Linked DNA regions of Ovis aries: region 2 is linked to region 1. A link is a contact called in public Hi-C data. All regions are on one chromosome and are shown on one strand. Each heading gives the region's core, a stretch centred on a gene start, on an enhancer-like site or on the middle of the called end of the contact. The rest is flanking DNA. Distances are from core to core; before and after follow the strand shown. Region 1 overlaps AHDC1 (AT-hook DNA binding motif containing 1). Region 2 overlaps GPR3 (G protein-coupled receptor 3).

Region 1 (7,243 bases), core at 4,490-6,989:
GGGAGCAGGGGGCAGGGCTGCAGGGGGTGCGGGGTGGGGGGGCAGCAGGAAGCAGAGGGGCAGGCAGAGGAGGACGATGTGGACGCTGGGAGGGGTCTTGGCGTTGGTTTTCTGAAAGCTGCAAAGAAACACAAGAGAAGAGGCAAAACTCAGTGGCAAGGTGAGACCCTGAGCTCTAGGAACAGGGAGTCTAAGAGCAGGACCCCTCACCCAATTCACCCAGAAGTGAACTGCCTTGTTCCTCCTCCCAGAAAATTCCAAACAGCCCCGCTCATGAAACTGGCCTGCTTCTGGCCTGCTCTGAGCTCAATTTCCCCACTGGTAAAATAGGTGTGTGCCCAAGGCCCCCACCACTGAGGGAAAAAGGATGGGCTGGATGAGAAGGTGGAATTTCAGGCAGAGCAACCTGCTAAGAACTTGAGCTCCTGAGTCAGACACAGCTGAGCTCAAATGCTAGCACCTCCATTTCATAGCTCTATGACCCTGAGCAAGTCAGTGGACCTCTGTGGGCCTCAGTTTACTCATCTGTAAAAAGGGAATAACAGAACTATCCTGTGTATTTGCTGGGAAGATTCAGTGGTTCGAGGCAGATTACGGCCGGTCCATAAATGCATCATTAAGTGATACTAATTAGCAGGAGTCATTATCCTCTTGGGGCTTGGGCCAGCTAGGCTCTCCAAGTCTCCATTTCCTAATGTAACAGTAAGTTTAGTAATTCCTCCTACTGATGCTGTTCTGAGGAATGACATAATGGGGAGACAAGGCCCTAGCACGCACAGGTGTGAACTGCGGCTTTAATTTCTTCTAAATCCAACCTTCTCCCCATTCCCTATCATTGCCATTCTGTTCCTTACAGAGGTGAGGTGATGAGGAAGTCTGTCGGAATAAAGGAAAACAGAAAACACAATAGCATCTGTGTTGTCTGCAGCCCCTGCCTTCCAGAAGCTCAGAAACTCCCCCAGTTCCTACAGTCATCAGACACTAGAGATATCAAGTCACCCACTTCCCTAGATGGTCCTAATTACATTTGCAGGGCTCTGGGGACCTGATTTCCTATCCAGACCCTCAGCTTTGCTCGGGTGAGCAGGAAGATGTCCAATGGAAAAGAGGTGATATTCTCAAGATCTCTAGTTACTATCCTGGCTCTTCTGAGGCTCCGTCTTCTCAGAGCCCTAAAATTCACGTCTCCTATACTTGGTGAGTGGCCATGCCACTGAAATTAATGGGCAGGCATGGGAGGTGCTAGAACCACCTTCTGAGACTCCTCAGGGAGCCATCCACCCTCCTCCCCGCCACCCCCCTCCCGTAGAACCAGCAACCACTGAAAGCCTTTCCTCTCTTGTCCTCTTTCTTGGCTTCCCTTTCCAGTGGGGCCACATTTAAATTCTGCTCAGCCCCGACTGCTGTCTGCTGGGCAGTCAGCCCCGGGGAAGACTTTTGTCCTGAGGCTGGACTTGCCAGGACTCCCCTCAAGGGCCAGGGGAGCCAGGTGGACCCCTGGGAGGTGGAACAGAATCCCATCCTGGTGCATCCGCCCAGGTGGCTTGCAGAGGCGTGAGTGGGAGGGCAGGAGCTGTATCTCTGTTAGGCTGCCAGGTCTCCTGCTGGTGAGAGAAGGATGGAAAATTAGCCATAGGGGTAAGAGGTGTGATTGTTAGGGTGACAGCTGTATCACAACTGGGGAGGTGGGGACCTGGGGTGCAGTTGGGGTGGGTGCCAGTTCTCCAGTTAGGGGAGTGATAAACGGGTGGGGGGGCACAGGTTCTGCTGGAGGGCTGGGGGCATCTATCTGTAAGACAGCTTTACTGCAGTTGAAGAACAGCTGCCAAGCTAAGGAATGGCCGTTGGGGTGACAGATATGGTGTACTGGGGTGACAAGTGAGGGGGAGATTCAGGACGAGCAGCTCCAAACCACTTAACAAGCAAACTGTACTGAACCCCAGCCTCCCCTGCTTCCCCTAAGGGCCCCAGGGCAGGCTGGGAGCCTCTGCACAAATCCCTGTCGCCCCCGCCCCCCTCCAGCCCTTAGCCACTGCCAGTGACCCTCTCCAAGCCAGGTCTCCATGGTGATCTCAGCCCAGCAGGCAGCTCCTGCCAGAACCATTCCCGTGGTGCCGGCGGCCAGGCAGCGGGGAGGCTTTCTCACCCTCTGCTAAGCCACCGCTGTCTCACCTTCCTCCTCCCACCACCCTCCCCAGCTTTCATGACTTGGCCAGAATCTGGGGGATGGTGGGGGGGGTGGGGGATGGGGAGAGAATCAAAACCAGAGGCTCCTAAGCCAGGAAGGCAGAGTGCTATGGCCATGTAGAACCCTGACCTCACTAGGTGTGACGCACCCCAGCCCAGAACCAATGCTGCTGGGCCAGGCGGCCCAGTGCTGGGCACTGGGGACAAAGCAGAGAGGAAGACGGATCTGGTTCCTGCTCAGGAGGGGCTCACAGAGCAGAGAAGGAAGCAAAGCAGACCCCCAAACCAGGGGATCACAAGGCATGGAGATGGGGGTACGGCAAGAGAAGCCCTCGGGGGCTCAGGGAACACACTTCACCCAACTTTGGTGGGAAAGACTGACTCTTCCAACTCACTGCTGAGCAGGGTGCCCAGCACACGCTGGGGTCAATGGTATATAGGGACTGAGTGACATAGCTGTGACCGGTCTACGTCCGATGGGAAAGTCAAGGTCCAGCTCAGGTCTTGCACACTTCCAGACGCCTCCTCAGACCACCCTGTTACCATAGCTACTGGGGCACTTGTCATTCCCTTCCGAGCTCCTCCTGGGCATCCCCGATGCCAGCACGTGGCTAGCGCCCCAGGACATGGGCCGCTGTTCACGAGACTTAACCTTTTAGTACCTCCATAATGAAGGGCTGCAGAGCTATATGCCGCGGAGCCTAGTACTCCAGCGGTTTTACCTAGTCTGTGGGGCCAGGCCTCTCAGTGGCCTCTGCCTGTCAGTGGAGGCCGGCACTGGGGGCACCAAGAGAGAGCTGAGTTGAGCAGGAATTTAAAATGCTGAAGACCATGGATAAACCAGGCTGTCCAAAGAGACCTGCTCTCCCCAGCAAAAGGAGCACGTTTGTGCATTCATTCAAGCAAACCAGCAGAGAGGTAGTCTAAAATATAGCCCCAGCTTCAAGTCTCTACCCTCCAGAAAGGGGGGGGTTTCAACATCTTATACGACAGTGGAACAGAAGGCAAAGAGTGTGTGAGAATTTGAGAGACCGATCTGCCGTGTGACCTAGGTTAAGTCCTTGCCCTCTCTGGGCTTCAGTTTCTATGCAAAATAAGGCGGTTGAACAGGGAATGGGGGAAGATCTCTGGGCAGTGAGATAATGTGCCAAAGACAAGGGGTCAGAGACAAACCACAGCTACCCAAAGGTGATCCATCCCTTGAGGTTTTTCAGGCAAAGTCAGGCCTGCGAGTCCCTTAAATGTGGAGAGGATACTGCTAACCTGAGACCCAGAACACACCTGGCAGATGCGGATACTCTCAGGTAGGCGGGACCCAGACAGACATCTATGAGGGATGAAGCTTCCAACTGGGGGTGGGCAGGCTGTGGCATGGGTGGGTGGGGCTCTCCCTGCCCCAGTTTTTTTCAAAATCCACCCACCAGTGACCAGAGGCATGCCTTAAACTCTAGTTCTGCCTGTCATTCCCTTTGGGGACCCTCCCTTGCTTCCCTCCACTACTGGGCACATGGAGGGATGCTAATGAGACCAAGCGGGGTTTACACCCATGGCTGCCCACCCAGCTTGTGACCTTGTGTGTATCTCTCACCTCTCGGAGCCTCACACTCCTTACCTCCTTACCCCTGAGAGGAGGCTATACATGTCCCCCTAACACCCCTCTCTCTCTTTCCAAAGGGAGATGCCTGTGCCAGGTCAGGTGTCACCCACAGGTAATGTGTTGGGCATGCAACTGAATGGAAGCTGAGAAGTGGCAAGAACGTGGACCTGGGTGACCCCAAGGGTCCTTTCTGGCTCTTTGTTTTGTGATTTCCTGCTTGGGTGGCTGGGCGAGTCCCTCTTCCTCTCTACAAACTTGGAGGGGCTGCACTTGGAGAATTCCAAGAGCCACGAGAGTTGGAACTGGTTCATTTACACACCCCACCCTTGCTTGATCCTTGGGAGTGTATCTGGTAACAGCGGGGTTGAGAGAAACCAGCTCATGTCTGTTCCCCGAGGCCTAACCCGTTCTCTCTCAGTTCTCCCTGGTCTACATGCCCTTCTTTGACTCAAGGTTGGGGTGGGGGTGGGGGGAACTCTGACCCCTGAAGTGTCCCAGGCACGATGAGACACCGAGGGGACAGTGCACAGAAATGAGTAACCCGCCTAAAGGAGCTGATGGCGCAGTGAGGAAGTCATTCCCAGGAAGAGCTGTCACAGCTGCATAAAGGGCTGCAGATTAACTGTGCCTGGGAAGGATCCTGGAAAGCTTCTTGGAGGAGGTGGTGTCTGAGTGAAAGATAGGACCTGACAGGTGGGAGATGGATGATGGCTAGGAAAGGGCACCCCAGGCCAGGGAACAGCCAACGCAAAGGTGCAGGCACGCTGGGAAGGGGCCTGGAAAGCTCTCCAGACCCCAGTCTAGGGCTGGGAAGGGAGGATGTGCGCGGCCTCGAATGCCTAGAACACCAGGATAGGAGGCTGAAGGGCTGAGGGGGCAATCAGAAGGTGTTACGCAATGAAGCCACAAGAGCAGATATGTCTGAATCAATTCATCCAGTAAATATTCGGGAGTGGGGAGCTGTCCAGACACAGCATCCCACAAACCTGAAGGATATTTGGCAGCCACAGCGGGGGTATGGGCTCCAGGGGAGGACAGATATTGGGGCAGAGACCTGCCAGGTGCTGGCTGGGCTGACCCAAGGTTATAGCTTCTGAAGCCTCGAGTTTGTTCAAGACTCATTTTGCTGCCCCGCCCCTCACCGGAAGCTCTTCCTGCCAGTCCTGCCCCTGGTTCAAGAGGGTGGTCTCTGGTATGTCTGGTGGGAGCGTCTCAGTCCCTCCCTTGGTGAGTGTTGCCCACATGGATGCTCGTAATGAACACCTGCTTAAAGGCTGCAAACTCCATGAGGGCAGGACACTGCTCATCTTGTTCAGTGGCTCCTTTAGCACCACACGCAATGCCTGGCTCAGGCTAGGTGGTTCATTTGTGTGGGTTGAACCCAGAATTAACCTACTTTCTCCTGCCCTCCGGCACCAACTGAGGGCACTATGGTAGCCAAAGATAGATGACAAAGAGACAGGAAATCTTTTTCAGATGATCTGGACTGAGACAGAACTGGTATGGGTAACTATGTGGAGAGTTTCCAGCCGACCTGGATCACGCAGCAGTCTGGGTCCTATTGCCCATCAGGCTTTAGGTCCGCTGGGGTGGGACCTGTGACTCACCTTGACTCTGGACGCCCCCAGGGAGGACTCAGCCCCACTGTTAAGGCATGTAACCAGGTGGAATTTCACAGTTTCCCAAACCCAAAGGCCCCAAACCTACATTAGAATACAAGCTCCTTCCCAGGAGGGATGCTGGGGAAAGCAGGTGAAGGAGGGCTGGCTACAAGAGTCCTGAGCTTGGAGAAAAGGGTCAGAGGTGTGTGACTCATGCAGACTGCGAGGAGGTATGTTATTCACTCATCTACCAACCACTGATTACGTGCTTCCTGCGTGCCAGGGACTGGGCTAAGTGCTTCACGGGTAATCTCATTTAATTCTCACAAGAGACACAGTGAGGTGACATGACTCACCAGGTCACATGGCTGGGAAGGGATGGAATCGGGCTCTGCACAGAGGCCTGTCTGCACCCACAGGCCTGTTCCCAGCCACCACCCTGCAGCCTCCCTGGGTTCTTCCGGGTCCGCAGGGATGCGGGGAGATGGGAGAGGAGGGGCCTGAGAGGGCATGCTCACAGAGGTTACATTTCCAGGAAATAAGGGCTCAGAACAAGAAGGTCTGAAAATGGCTGCAGGAGAAGCGAGAGATAGGCCAGGAGAAAGGACAGCACCAGTGGGGAGAGGAGTCCGGGCAAGCCTGCCTGACCCCTGAGGTGTGGGCCTCTTGCTCAGGGCCAGAGGCAAGATCAGGTGACCTCTTGAGGTTTCAAGACAGGGAGAGACAAAGCCCAGAGCAGCCAGGGCCTGGCCCAGGTCCGGGCATGCCTGCTGACCCTGGCTGACTGGTGGCCTTGGAAGCTGCTTCCTGCCCCAGCTGGTATAACCTTGGAGGACCTGTGACATTTCTCTTGGCCTCAGGTCCAGACCCAAGAGGGAATGGGGAAGAGGGGGGGATTCGAGATCCCTGAACACCTTGGAGGGGCCCTTCCCACCCTCACAGCCTGTCCCCAGGGTCTAGAAGGGGCTGATCTTCAGCTGTGAGGGCCCAAGGCGGAGCCAGTCTGTCTGGCTCTGCGTTCCATCTAAGGGACTAGAGAAGATGTTTGCCGGCCTGGGCGCCCCCCGCCCCCCTCCCCCTCTGTCAGCTCAGCTCCCAGACAGTCAGGGCCCACATTCCCCGCTCCGGTTCCTCCCAGCTTTCTTCTTCTCACTCACACTGGGATGTGACCTGCCCCTGCCCACAGCTCCCTCTGCCTGGAACCGCCCTTCCCCCAGTCTCCTGTGTGTCCACAGCTTGCCTATCCTTCAAGGTTGAGCTCAGATGCAGCTCCTTTCACAGAACCTCAAAATCCATTTAAAATGTCAGACCCAGACAGAGCTGTGGGGAGCATCCAACCACTCTGTCATCTTGAGGGTGGAGGATCAGGGGTGCAGGGGACCAGCAAGGCAGAGTATCCAGGATCCATGAGGGTGGGGTGCTGGGTTCAAATTCTGACTCTGCTGTTTCCTACCCGTGGATTCCCTGGGCAACCTTTGGAGCTGCACCTGCATTCCGAGAGATTTGAATCGCTGATGGAAGAGGCAAGTACCCCGACCCCTCAGGCTGCTGTGAAGGGCCAGTGAGGCTGTGTTGTACAAACAGCCCAGCACGAATACATGTCCCTTTTCTTACCAAGGGACAGAGAGGTGACTTCGGGGCCATGGCCCACCTTCCTGGTGCACGAGGCTTGCTTTTCCCTACCATCTCATGCCCAGACGCCTGAGGCTCTTTGTGAGCTTGGGTTAGCTTCCATGGGCCCTTGAGGACAGGGGCTGTGCCTGGCATTGGGACAGGCATCGGAGGGTAGGTGGGGGTGATGCTCAAGATGCGAGGTTGAGCTCAGTGACTGCTCCTGCACCCAGTTCTGGGTCAAAAG
Region 2 (6,804 bases), core at 1,206-3,705, 110 kb before region 1:
CTCCCTGCAATAAGTGAGGAGACAGCAGCTATTAATATAAGATGAGTTCACGGGCTCACAGCTTCTGCAGGCTGGAAAACAGGCTCCTGGGGCCGGGGGCTGCGGCAAGTCTCGTCTGTCAGATTTTCTCCTGGAGCCTGAAACCTGCCAACCCCACACCCCGCAACTCCCTACATGCGGAGACATGTGTGCACACAGGCATGTGCACACAGGCACACACGTGGGGGTCCAGGTTCCTGGCTGTTGAGAGAAGATCCACACATGCACACACACCCAGACACGCACGTATGATCAGTGTGTCTGCACACTGGTGTGAGCACCTGTGCACACAGATGTATCACATGTACACAGACCATGTCAGCCTCAGGTGCACGTGTTCTCATGCAGAAGCACACACCTAAATGCATGCACATGCCCCTGCACAAATACGTACGCACACAGACACACAGCCTTGTATATACATGTGTGCACATAGGTCCAGGCACGCTTGCATGCCCAGACCGATCTGCACACCACGGCACACCCACATATATACAGACACAAAGCTGCCCGTGTGCATACAGATGGCATCAGTCATGTATACACATGCACACAGGACTACATTCAAGGACTTGTACATGTACATATATGTGTACATGCATGTCTTTTGCACAAGTGTACAGTCACACAGGCTCCACACTGTCAGTGTTCAGCAATCATGAATTCACAGGCAGACCCTTGCTTTCCAGCACTAACCGGCTGGCTCAGCCTCCCCTCCCCCCAGCCTCATGACATGCAGCTCAGGCTCCTGCCAACCCCAATGTCTGCCCTTGGCTTCCCACCCCCCGGGGGGTCCCCAGATCCCTGATTAACCCCCTCACTAATTGGCCACCAGCCCCTTGACTTTGCTGCAGGCCTTCTCCGGAGCTGGGAGCGAGAGGCTGCAAATTGGCCAAGCAGGTTGGGTCTGGGGAATAGAATGCGAGGCAGGGCGGGGGTGCTATGAGCTCAGTGCTGAGCTGGAGCCAGGGAGGGTGCCCCTATACCAGGACTGGGGGGACACTGGCATCGTACCCTCGTGGGAGGGCACTTAGGATTCACATGCATCCAGTCACCTGAGCTTTCGCTGCACGCACTTTCACGCACACTAGTCATGTGGGTGGACATGCTCCAGCCCATTTCACACAAATGCATGTGAACATTTGCACACACCCACACTCAGGAAAAACCCCATTAATCAAAATCTTACATGTTGATAAATTCACCTGTCAGATACACAGAGACCACTGATATATGTACATCCTAACACACTTCACCTAAATGCCCAAATGTGTCATATGTATATCTGCTTGCAAACACAAATTTACTTGCTATACATGCCTATGAATGTACACCTAGGTCTACCTGTAGGCATGTAAGAACATACATCCACACCTGTACATGCACACCCAGAGTGCAGGCATGTGTGTGCCTACCATGATGGACCCCCAAATAGCCACAGAATAAGAACTCCCACAGCCAGCCACCAGCTTTGCGGAGGAACAGGGAGTTTGAAGTTCCTGCGGTCTACAGGGAGAGGGGTGTGTGTTGGGGGCAGGGAGTGGTGGAACTTGCCTAATACCTAAGCCCAGTACTCCCTCTGGGTTCTCCTCAGCCTCGGGGCTCCCAGACGGGACAGAGGTTCTGGCTTTGCTTCTCTAGTTCCTGTCTCCTTGGCTCTGGGCCTGAGCCCACAGCGAGTTCTGCTTTCTTGCAGACAGCCAGGGGCATTGGAAAGCGGAAGGTTTCTACTTTCATGCCTGCTGCCAACTTGCTGTGTGACTTTGGGCAAGTTGCTGTACCTCTCTGTGTGTCTGCCTTTCCAACTGTAAACTAGGAATAAAAAGCCTGGTATTGGCTGTCCTTCCGGGATTGCCTGAGGAGTCCATGGGTTCATCTTTATGGATGTGCTTTACTCAGGCACACGTCTGGGAGAGGTTAGTTCCCAAGACAGCGAGACACGAGTTGTGGTGGGGGGTCGGTGTTGGGCAGAATACCTAATCCTGTGCGACTCCTCACTGAACAGGGGAGGGAGCTGAGGCCCAGAGGGAGCTGCAAGGTGGGAGCTAGAAAACCTGGCCTGACTTCTCAGCCAGGAAATCTCCTCCTCCTTAAATACATACGCAGGGCATGAGCAGGTGTGTGCACAATCCCCCAGGTAAGGGCAGGGATGCCTGCCTGCTGCAGTGGGAGGGTGTCTCTGCAGAATGCCTGCCACCATGGTACCGAGCATTCTACCAGGAAGAGATTCTTTTGGGTGTGAAAGGCTAATTTTTTTGTCCTCTAGCTTCAGACCCCTCATAAGACACTTCTCCTGGGGCTAAGGCTGGCTTTGGGGAGCACCTGAGACATCTCCTAGCTTCCAGATCTAGGAGGGAACTGGCTGACAACCACCCTGGAGCAGCACTTACGGAAGTGGTGCCAGCTTGCCCTGGCCACCAGGCGGCCAGGAGGGGGCAGTGAGGAGCTGGCAGAGGCAGCACAGGAGGGGTGGCTCCTGAGGACTGTGTGGTTTGCTTGCGCTTGTGATCCTGTAACCGTGTGCTGCTCTGTGCTCTTGTTTGCACAAAGATAGGATTCTGTGTGCACGTGTCTCCATGTCTGAGTGTGCACAAATGCTAGCATCTGAACAGGTGTGCGCATATACTGAAGCTGTGTCTGTTGGAAGCCCCTGCCCATACACAGGGAGACCACTGTGTTCCAGGCAGTTGAGGGCACAGGGCACTTCTAACTCTAAAGGTCTAGGATAGCAGGGCCCCCAGTCCAGCTCACTTATTGCAAAGCGAGAGCAAAATCAACCATCATTTATAAAACTAGGCACCAGCGGGTAGGTAGGGCAGTCTGTAACAGAAAACCTTTCACACACCCCTCTGACACCAAAGATCATGATCCTCGATGGAAAGATTCTGAAAATGGTTTACGCTGCGTGGTGGGCAGAACACGAGAGACCCCCGCGCGAACTGCAGCTCTGCTTTTGGTCAGCTATGCGGTCTTAGGCAACTCAACCTCTCCGAATCATGTTTCTCAAGCGTCAAGTGGGACCTTTGGTTGGTGAAATAAAGCACAGGCAGTCTCGGGCAGGTAGTAGTTGAATGCTCCTTCTTTTCACTAGCCCAAAGAGCTGAAGCTCCCAAGTGGAGGAGCTGGAATTTAAGTCAGACTCCCAGCTGCCCAGAACCACATTCCTTCCCTCCAATTCTCCAGCAAGGGCGGCTCCCGACACCACCATTTTGTCTTCTCCCAGGGCGGGCGTCTGGCTGCCTGTCAGTCACCGACCTCGGGAAGCCAAGTGCTGACTAAACAGAGGCCTGAGCAGGAGGGTGGGGTGAGGGGCTCCGCCAGGGCCAGCAGCTCCCGCGCCCCCTCCCCTGCACCCCCACCCCCAGCGATGAGCTCAGAGTGGCTGGCGCAGCACTTGCTGACGATTCAAAACTTCTGCCCCCTCTCCTGGGATGCCAGTGGGTGACTCTCTCGCAACAGCAGGCGTGACCAGCCGAGTCACCAACCCAGCTCCCACCCCTCTCCCGGGGCCGCCCCACACCGTCTGTCTGCTGGGCTCAGAACAGGGAGTCTGCTCATCAATTACCCCCGGGGACAGCTACTCGCAGCAGCTGTGCTCGGAACAACCGTTGCTTCCTGGGTAGGTCATTTTTTTAGGGTCAGAAGAGAAACCCAGACCTGTCGCCTTCCCAGGCAGGAGAGAGAGGGGGCGTGCGGCAGCCTAACCCTTTTATCGGATTCCACTGTAAGTCGTTCTATTTAAGGTAAGTTGCTCGGGTCTGAGAGGCAGACAAGATGCCGGCCAGATGCTGGCAGGCAGCATCAGCATTCTCCTGCCTGATGTGAGGCCCCCCCCCCCCCGCCCTCCCGTGCCCCAGCACACCCTTCCCAGGCAGCTGAGGTGGCCTCCACGTGCCCCCCCACCATGGGTCTCCTCCTAAATCAACACCCCCACCTCCCACACAGGGCGCACCAGCCAGAGGCAGAGGCCCCGGGCCTCTGAGCCCACCCACACCGACCTCCCTCTGGAGCTCTGGCCACCACCTGTGGCTATCAATGTTGCCCCCTTGGAACTGCTTCTCCCATTACACAGATACAAGTGCGCGCTCGCACACGCACACACACATACACACCCCCCAGAGGTGGCTGCATGGTTACAAAGACTTTCATCAGATTATTTAAAATGTTGGCATTTATGTATTCGGAAGTATACATAAAACAATCACACAGAATCCTCAGGTCACTCTGGGAGCTAACGTGCCACACACATGAACCCGGCAGGGACTCACGTGAGCCCAGGCTTGGAGGCACGGGACTGAAAAGCTGGGTGTCCTTCTCTTCTAAGGGCCTGAGAGCAGCAGGGGAAAGAGGAAAGGGTCACTTCAGGGGTCTGGCTCAGCCCCACTGCTCAGATCTCAGTTGCAGCTCCTGTCCCATCTTCAGGGGAAGGGGCCCCATCTTCAGACTGTACCCCACGACATACAAGCCTAGTCCCTAACATCTTCATGTGGCAAACACACCCAAGAATAATCCACTGGACCAGGTCCTTATAAATATATTTATATCAGAGAAAACAAGGCACTTTGGGAGCGTTACGGCTCACTCTCCTACACATACATCATTCTAGACAGAAAGTAAAAACTGGTTAGTTTCTCAAATGAGTTAACTGAGTAAAGTTAATACAATAACAAAATTGCTCCCTAGCCCTTCCTGAGGCACGGGATGAGGTGCATCTCTGGGCAACCCCTGGTATCCCAGGTCAGCTGGACCCCGGCAGAGCTCAAAGCCTGACGAGCCCAGGAAGCCTGACAACTCTCCTGAGCAGAAGCCCCTAGCCTTGGGGCGCTGCCCTCCTCCCCAAGCAGGTGAGGGGGTGCTGCAGTGGGAGGCAGGCAGAGAGCAGAGCTGGGACACGGTGGGAATGCTTAAGCAGGGTCACCAAAGCCACAGAGACCTCAATCTGTCCGAGCTGGCACTGCAGAGCCGGAGGATCGGCGCCACGGGAAGAGATTTCACATTAGCCCTGACAACACTGCCTCAGCTCTGCGGTGACATTGGCCAGGGTCGTTTCTGAGGGGCACACGAGCTTCCGTTGGAGGCGAGCTGGAGCTCAGGCCAGCTGCTCTGAACCTCCAAGGGATCGCTGAGCCTGCCCCCTCCCCATGGCTGCTCCTTTGGAATGTACTCATCTCACAACCAAGGCAGAGCCACAAGTCACTTCTGACACTGCCGACTGGAAGCTGGGCCCCTGGGCCACAGGAATGGGGGCAGGTCCCCTGGGCTGGGCAGAACAGGGAAGGGAGGCGGCTCCTTGCCTTCAGCCCTCAGAGTCCTTAGGGGCCATTGCTCCACACCCTCACCAGCCTCAGCCCAGTTTAAATAATCACTAAACGGCATTCTACAATTACAGGATTCCAAAGACACACAATTACCTGCACAGGGTCCTTTATCATCTTAAAGGGCTCTGGGTTTAAAGAAGCTTTTTTTTTTTTTTTTTTTTTGGTGCACATATGCATAAGTAGAGCCCAGAGGGCCTCTCGGCTGACTGGGTCCCCAGCCCCCTGAGCTGAGGAAGCTTCGCAAGGCCGGCTGCTACAAAGCGCCGAGCTTGGCTGCATAGATTTTAATGAGAGCGTCAGGCAGAGCTGTGCTGTTGCTCTCCGGGACTTGCAGATCATTACCAAACCAGCTGTAGGATGAGAACACAGCACATCGAAACCCTAGGAGGTCACTGAGCTAATGATCTAATCCTACCTTCCGCAGGCAGTGCCCCTCCCCACCTCCTCCTGCCCCCAGCCCTCTTCCTCGGCAGGCTCTGTCCATTCCAGAAGCCAGGCCAACACCACCCCCTTCAAGGTCAGAGCTGGATGATACGAGCACAGTGCTGGCTCCCCCGTTTCCAGAAAGGAGGGGGTGGGGGTGATTCAGTCAAAGCCATTAGGCCCAAACCCCGGCCTGGCCTGGCCAGGCCCCAGGCCCCTATTTGGGAGAACCGCTGCCCTCTGCCTGCTGGCCTGGCCACTGCTGGGTGACAGCTGGGGGGCACCTTCAGCAGCCGTTTTAGAGCTCTGAAGAAAGCACCTTCAGCTTCCGGAGCGCACTGTGGGAGGCACGGCAGGGGTGCACACGGTCTGGCGCTCTCAGCGCCGGAGCCTGGTGCCCGCCCTGCGCCCAAGACGCCCTATCTGGGGAGACAGGCGGGCACACTGGCCTCTTAACGGCTCCATCCCCACGACTGCATGCTCTCCTCGAGCTGGAGGGGCTGATGAGGGCTTTGGCAATTACTAGAACCATGTGCTGTGCTGGGGGGGAGACAGATCCTGTCTGTCTTTGTTTCACGGCTTGGAGAGCTGGAGAAGCCTGGAAAAGCCGGTTTCAGCCTAAGAGGCTACACAACAGAAGAGAAGAAACCTCACTGCTAGCCAAAGCTGACCGGCTTTTTTTCTCAAAAATAGCACCTGTGTATTAGCTTGGGGAAAAAGGGAGGAGGGAGGGAGGGAACATCATGGTGCAGTGAGGAGGGGAGCTGGAAACAGGACCCAGAGTCGTCCTGCCTCTCAGCCCTCCTCACGGCTGCCAGGCCTCCCCACCCCACCTCCCCAGGCAGCTCCCTGCGGCCGCTGCCAGCCTGAGGGACTGAAGTTTCTACAGTTGGCAGGACCTATGCTTAAACTGGGGAAACAAACGGGGGAGGAGATCCAGAGGAACTGAAAGCAGCACCTGTCACACTGCCTACCCTCCTCCTCCTCGCACTACTCTGGTCCCCCAAGAGGGCAGCTCTCAAGG

What was found. A called contact is a pair of places that touch in the nucleus more often than the background predicts.
Region 2: a Hi-C map of muscle shows a contact between it and region 1, with 2.5 times the contacts expected there. The contact joins two enhancer-like sites. A contact is called at or near these places in 3 of 16 Hi-C or Micro-C datasets (mixed tissues, muscle and tail adipose tissue).

Annotation. Positions count from the first base shown.
Region 1 is chr2:239,502,532-239,509,774 of ARS-UI_Ramb_v3.0, reverse strand. AHDC1 (AT-hook DNA binding motif containing 1) reads right to left here. Exons shown (of 7, transcript XM_042245109.1): 7 at 1-7,243. Among named protein-coding and RNA genes, the nearest start is that of WASF2, 9.0 kb to the left of the region's middle. Within about 2 kb of position 5,739, at least 16 of the 54 cell types and tissues checked have an H3K27ac peak or open chromatin away from gene starts, as enhancers often do.
Region 2 is chr2:239,611,927-239,618,730 of ARS-UI_Ramb_v3.0, reverse strand. GPR3 (G protein-coupled receptor 3) reads left to right here. Exons shown (of 2, transcript XM_027965442.3): 2 at 1-5,572. WASF2 (WASP family member 2) reads right to left here. Exons shown (of 10, transcript XM_060410636.1): 10 at 4,193-6,804. Among named protein-coding and RNA genes, the nearest start is that of GPR3, 9.4 kb to the left of the region's middle. Within about 2 kb of position 2,455, at least 18 of the 54 cell types and tissues checked have an H3K27ac peak or open chromatin away from gene starts, as enhancers often do.